Regions from separate parts of the Mus musculus genome. Here region 1 is linked to region 2. Evidence: chromatin contacts called from public Hi-C data. All regions are on one chromosome and are shown on one strand. The core of a region is the stretch at or near the end of the contact, and the rest is flanking DNA. Distances in the headings are between cores, read along the strand shown.

Region 1 (2,813 bases), core at 115-2,614, 120 kb after region 2:
GGTAGTCTTCTATTCTCTGTGGGTTTGAGGCTCCTTCATTATTTGGATCCATTCTGGCTTCCATGATCACCTGGTCCCTCCTTCCTCTTATTGGAATACAAGGCTAAGACCATAAAATTTTATTTGGCTCCTTCTAGTTTAGTTTGAGGGACTCCCTTGAGGGATTGTGGAATTGACCTTGAGTAAAGTCCTTGGCACAGGAAGAAGAATGTACTAGAAACATGGCTATAGATATTTTCCTCACTCTTGAGTCATATGACAGAAAATCCCTTGTCCAGAAAGACTCTCATGTGGCTATATTTTAGAATTCATTCAAGTTTTTTAGAAATATCGGCAGACCTCAACAATTATAGTCTATTCTATTAGTCCTTATTTTAGAATTCCATTTTAACACTGAAATGTGTTTCTGCTATTTTGAATTTCCATATTATAGATATTGAGAGTAAGAAAAAGTGAAAATTTGTCACCTTTGCATGTCCTGGTTGGTAGTCAGCAGTCCTTCCCCTTAATTATCTGGAGAGATGCCTCTTTATAGCCCATCAGGCCGTTCTGTCACCATGTGTTCATGTGCTTGCCTCTCCTGCCTTACCACATCAATCCCACATGCTGAGATCTTGGAGTCAGAGGTCATGTTTCATTGTCTTTGTGAGTTTTCCATGGACTCCTGGAATGATCTTTACTATGACAGATGCCTAAGAAACATTGAATGAAGCTGGAGGACTCCCAGGTCTTGGAGAAGCTGCATTTTCTGTTTGCTTTTTTGGGTGGTGGAGATTGTTTCTGTTCCCTTGAGTTCAAAGTTGTCATCTGTTAACCCTTTGCAACACATAGTGTGAACTGGAAGTGTCTCTGTCTACAACCTGTGGTGCTATCGGGAGATGGCAGAACCAACATTTAGGAAGTAGGGTCTGATAGAAAGAATAATTTCTTATTATTAAATGTATGTCCTAAGGAGATATTGAGGCATTGCTTCCTCCTCCCATTTCAACAATAACTGGTCATTATAAGGTAACTTTGTTCTTTGTTCCATCACACTTGACCCCATTGACCCCAAGCATCAAAGACAACGGACAACAGATTAAAACCACAGACAAGTCAAAATACAGCTCTTCCTTTTTAAGTTGATTTCCTCAGTTATTTTGTCACAGCGATGAAAAACTGGTTAAAACACCATATAAACCATATAAAAAAAAGACATCTTAACCAATTTGTGTTTTGACTTCAGCATCTTTTCCTTATCAGGAATTAGACCAGATTGGACAAGAGCAGAATGAGCCCAAAATAACTTTCACCAGCACTAGAACAATTCAAAGCTCCTAAGGAAATAGCAACACTCTTTGGAAGCTTCTAGCTGTTCCAGAGTTTAAAGGGAATATTAATTGCTACATTTTGGCAAAGACAAGGTCATCTGACAGGCTAGGGGTGAATCATTCAGGTTAGTGCTTTCTGGAACTCTGCCATGAATGGTTTTCTTTTTGACATATGTTCAGCTTCTTAAAACAGCTTAATTTTAATAATATTTCTAGGGTTTCCCATATTAATAATATTTAGAATACAAAGGAAGTATGGCAAAATTCTCAAGGTCAAAAAAAGAGAGAGAGAAAAGAAATTAATGAAGTGTTCCTCTCTGTAGTGGGAGTGATGCCTGCTGGCCCTACAAAGCTCTCTCAGAGCAGGGTGTGTGCCCAGCGAAGGAACCTCTTTAGATTTCCACAGCTTAACCCATGAATGACCATTATTACTTTCTTATCCATAGAAGCAATCGCAACAACTTTTGCTGTTACAGTTCCCATTCCATTTACTTTGTCTTTTCTATCTGGTCTTTATGTGTAATTCTGGATGTACCCAGATTCTAGGTTCAAGGACTCCTCTAAGAATTTATTTGGAATTATTTATTGCTTTCTCCAAGGGTAATCTCAAAATGATTAGTCCATATTTACTGTAATGTTTGCCCATCTTAGGCCAATCTTATTTCTGCTTTTTTATCACAGTCAGAGAGAGCTTCATCCTAAGACCAAGCACCAAGATCATCTCTGTGAGGTCCGGTGGGGGGATTGCAGAGGGAGCTGGTAACGGCTTCACAACAGCTGGGAACAGTCAGTCGAGTGCAACAAAATTCATAAACCATGTTAGGAGTTTTGGTGCCCTGGGAAAAGCTCCCAAATGTTCCAATCATTAAATTAGTTGCCTTAAATCACTTTCAGATGAACAAATTCAGGACAAACATGACCAACTTTTAAATGGAATCATATGTTCCAAGAGCAAAATGGAAAACAAAAAGATGAATAATTCATCCTTCCCCACCTGCTTTTGAAGGTGTTGTCAGACTGGGTAGCAACAGGATGGGGAGCAGACATCTTTGGCATGTCTTCCCTTGGGGACTACAGCCTGAATATACACAACCTCAGACCATTGACTTAAAGGAATCTAATCCATACAATGGCTGTGCCATCTAAAGTAATTGATTTCAGGGTCTCTAATACGTGTTATATGATCAGTAAATGTTCATTTGATTGAAAAGTGAATACATGAAATACAGTTTCCCGTGAAGAGGATAAAGGAAGGATATACTTCAAAAACTCTGGAAATTTGTTCTAGTAAAGCAACTCTTTGCATGTGACTAGAAACTTACTGAGAGCGTAACAGAAGGCCACAGACAGTAGCACTGTCATCATGGTCACCAACAGTGTTAGGAGCAGCGTCAGTAGATACTGGCTCCTCCCTGTAGCATGAGCACACACTGTCGACACCAATACAGAGGAGCACACTTGCTCTCCCATCATCTGCAACAACAAGAGACTTAAGGGAGGAGC
Region 2 (3,040 bases), core at 537-3,036:
TCTTGCTACTCCTTTTTTATTTTTTTAAATTTATTTTAAATTATGTGCCATTACCCCATCCCCCAATGTGAGATTCTTATCAGTGTGAAGAAGTAGGATTAAGAGATGGTGTGATTTGCTTACAGACACCACAGTGTTTCTGTTGAGAACAGTCGCCAGAGCAATAGACCTGGGAGGAAATGTGGATATCTGCGTGGAAATGCCTCTCCTCAGAGACGTATTCACAGTTGGGTAGTTGTCTCCCTGCCCCTCCTTCCTTCTCCATCATCTCCCTCATTGTTTCCATCTTTCTTCTCCCCCCCCCCCCCAGTCCTTTTTCCTCATTTTCTTTCTACATCCGTGTCCCTTCCCACCGTGTTAACATTGAGGAAAAACGTGGCTGGTGAAGAGCCGTATCCAGAGCTTTATGGTACCCAGAATAGACTTTAGTTTGGCCACCTAAAGTCTTCCTGAGTGGCCAAACTATAGTCTATTCTGGCTCTGGCTCTTATCTTCCTTGTGCATAAATAAATTTGGGGCTCTGCCTTTGAGACTAAGGCACTCTCCATCTTTCTTATTTGGTGGATTCTACCTTTGCCAGCTTGGTCCCTGACAGACCTGAGGTGCAGCTGGTCACTTGGATAATTCCCAAATCGCATAGATGCCTTCGTGACACCGTTGTAACCACAGAGCAGCCCAGCCACTCCAATAGACACTGGTGCTGGCTGCTTCCCGAGGGGCCGCCAGCCAACCCACAGCAGAAGCTGGCTGGAGAAGCAGATGGATGTGTTGGAAAGGCTAGCATGGACTCTAAACACAGCATGTGGGAAATGCCCACGTCCCCGGGAAATACCCATGTCCTGGGGAAGAGGTCACTTAGCAGTGCAGTTTAAAATGTACTTAAGGCAGGTTTCATTGCAGGGCCTCTTGTTCTCAATCCACAACTGTAGTAAGGGCAAGGTTCTCCAGGCCCACCAGAACCACAGGTCTTTGCAAATCTTAGCAAATGATAGAAGCAGTAGGGCTCTCTCAGGGGATTGAGCCTCCTTGTATCTCCCCATGGCTGGGAAGTCCTGGCTCTAGGCCAAAGTTCCAGCCATGCTGAGCAGCTCGGTTCTGAGATGCGCTGATTGGGGTGTGATTAAATTTCTGATGGAGGAGATTCAGCATTGTGGCCAAAACAGGGGGATGGCAGTGTTTAGCACAAGCTGCTTGGAGCCAACCTGCCCCTTTTCAAGATCCCCTACTCTTTCCTCCGACTCTTCTCTTTTGGATCTCTTCCAGAAGAAGGAAACAAAGCAGTATGTCCCAAGTCAGAGATAAGAAGTCAGGAAGCAGGAAGGGCCTGGTTGCTTCTCAGAGCATGCTCTGAAGGTGGTCTGTCCACTCAGGGTGGCTGTAGCCTCATCCTGGAGGCCGGAGTCCCGCTCACTCAGACGGATCTGTTTTCTTGGCAAAGCTGGACTCGCGGCTTGGGCCTGTTTCTTTCCTCATCCTTTATTCAGACAGCTTACAAGTGCTCTGCTGGGAAGGGCGATTAAGTAGCACTAAGTGTATTTTTCCAGTGTCCACCTGATAAAAAGAAAATAAAACAAAATCAACGATTGAACTGTCATTTTTTTTCTCCCTCACTCCCCTCAAGGGGATAGGGGAGTCACATGACTACGAGTAACTGATTTAGCCAAGTGGCTGCAACTCAGTTTGCTGCAGAGCCGCCCCCTCCCGGCGGGAGCGCTGACGTCACGGAAAAGCCCCGTCGCGGGGCTGCCGGGCGCGCTATAAACGGCGGCGGGCAGCGGAGGCTTCAGGAGGCGGCACTGCCAGCGGACATCACACAGCCTCGGACTGCGGAGCCCGCATCGCAGACGTCAGGCGTTGCAGCAGGCGGATCGACGGCAGACGCCCACCCAGCGCCCAGTGCAGCCAAGTAAGGGGCCATGGCTGAGGGGCAGTCCCAGTGGGAGCCTCTGTGGGAAGGGGCGTTCCTGGTCTCCGAACTTTTTAAGTTAGGAAGGCAGCCAGTCCCTAGACTCCCTAGGTCTGTACCGGGGGTTCTGCCGTGGGAGAAAGAAGTTCAGGCGCAAAGGATGCGCTTCTGATGGGGGTTTCTAAATTCAATTTCGGAGGAGTGTCACCTTACAGATTAGGTGGCCAGGCGGCAGACTTCAAGGTCTGCTGTCGCAAGTCTGTCAACCCAGGGACTGTTTTTAAGACTTAAAAAGAAACCGGCTGGTTCTGGATCGTGGCATAGGTGTGATGTATGGAGTAGGGTGTGTGAGCTGAGCGTGATCCTTGCGCTCACGCGGGGAGCTTGCTGAGTTAAAAACCATAGAGCGGTTATCTCGGGCAGTCTTGGCAGAACAGACTGCCTGTCAGGCAAGGCAGTCTTGCAAGGAAAAAGTTGTAGGAAGTTGTTGAGTGGCTTTTCACTGAGTCTCTGATCTTCTAATTTACGTCAGAAAGGTGCAATTTTTAAAATAAATAATTATATACAGTAAAAAAATCATGGAGTGGACGACGTTCCTTAAGAATGAAGCCCTTTTTGTACAAGTGTGATGTGTCTGAATGTGAGCAGGTCCTTCCCCTCTCAGAAGAACCAGCCTCAGGGCTGCTACGCTAAACAGTTTCTGTAGATAAGAGGGTAGAGCTGAGGCATAGCACTCAAACAGAAACTGTCCCACTCCCCAAATAACGGCCTCTTCAGTCAGGCAGCTGGAGGACATCAGGGCAACCTTACTAAACATGGAAGTTCCCCCAAAGTGCCTGTCCAGTCCAGCCAGGGGAGTGATGTCATTGCCGCGTGTTTCCCACTGAGGCTCAAGACTGCAGGATGCGGGGGCAATTAAGAGCCATGTTTAGACAAGAACAGTTAACCTGGCCAGCTGGTGCCCAGCAGCTCTAACTTGTTGCTGATGGTAATGTCATTTCTGGAGGCAATGGGTTCCTTCCAGCTGCCTCTGTGCCAACTCCCGGTGGGATTTCCAAAGCTCCTTTAAGGACAGAGGGAGCTTATGGGCAATGGATGGATGGTGTTACTGCTACTACAAACGACAGCCTGATT

Evidence for each region. A called contact is a pair of places that touch in the nucleus more often than the background predicts.
Region 1: a Hi-C map of Sertoli cells shows a contact between it and region 2, with 2.8 times the contacts expected there. The contact joins the enhancer-like site here to the promoter of Gem in region 2. A contact is called at or near these places in 8 of 39 promoter capture datasets (the 3T3-L1 cell line, 3T3-L1-derived adipocytes, embryonic stem cells and 4 more), 7 of 484 Hi-C or Micro-C datasets (3T3-L1-derived adipocytes, Sertoli cells, granulocyte-monocyte progenitors and 3 more), 4 of 115 datasets of contacts at active chromatin or transcription factors (bone marrow-derived macrophages, forebrain, heart atrium and 1 more) and 3 of 9 other capture datasets (adipose tissue, liver and macrophages).

What each region holds. Positions count from the first base shown.
Region 1 is chr4:11,821,622-11,824,434 of GRCm38.p6, forward strand. No RefSeq gene overlaps it. Among named protein-coding and RNA genes, the nearest start is that of Cdh17, 65 kb to the left of the region's middle. Within about 2 kb of position 1,365, at least 8 of the 459 cell types and tissues checked have an H3K27ac peak or open chromatin away from gene starts, as enhancers often do. A contact at or near this core is called in Sertoli cells, where this site is marked.
Region 2 is chr4:11,702,661-11,705,700 of GRCm38.p6, forward strand. It overlaps Gem (GTP binding protein (gene overexpressed in skeletal muscle)), which reads left to right and starts at 1,787. Exons shown (of 5, transcript NM_010276.4): 1 at 1,787-1,906.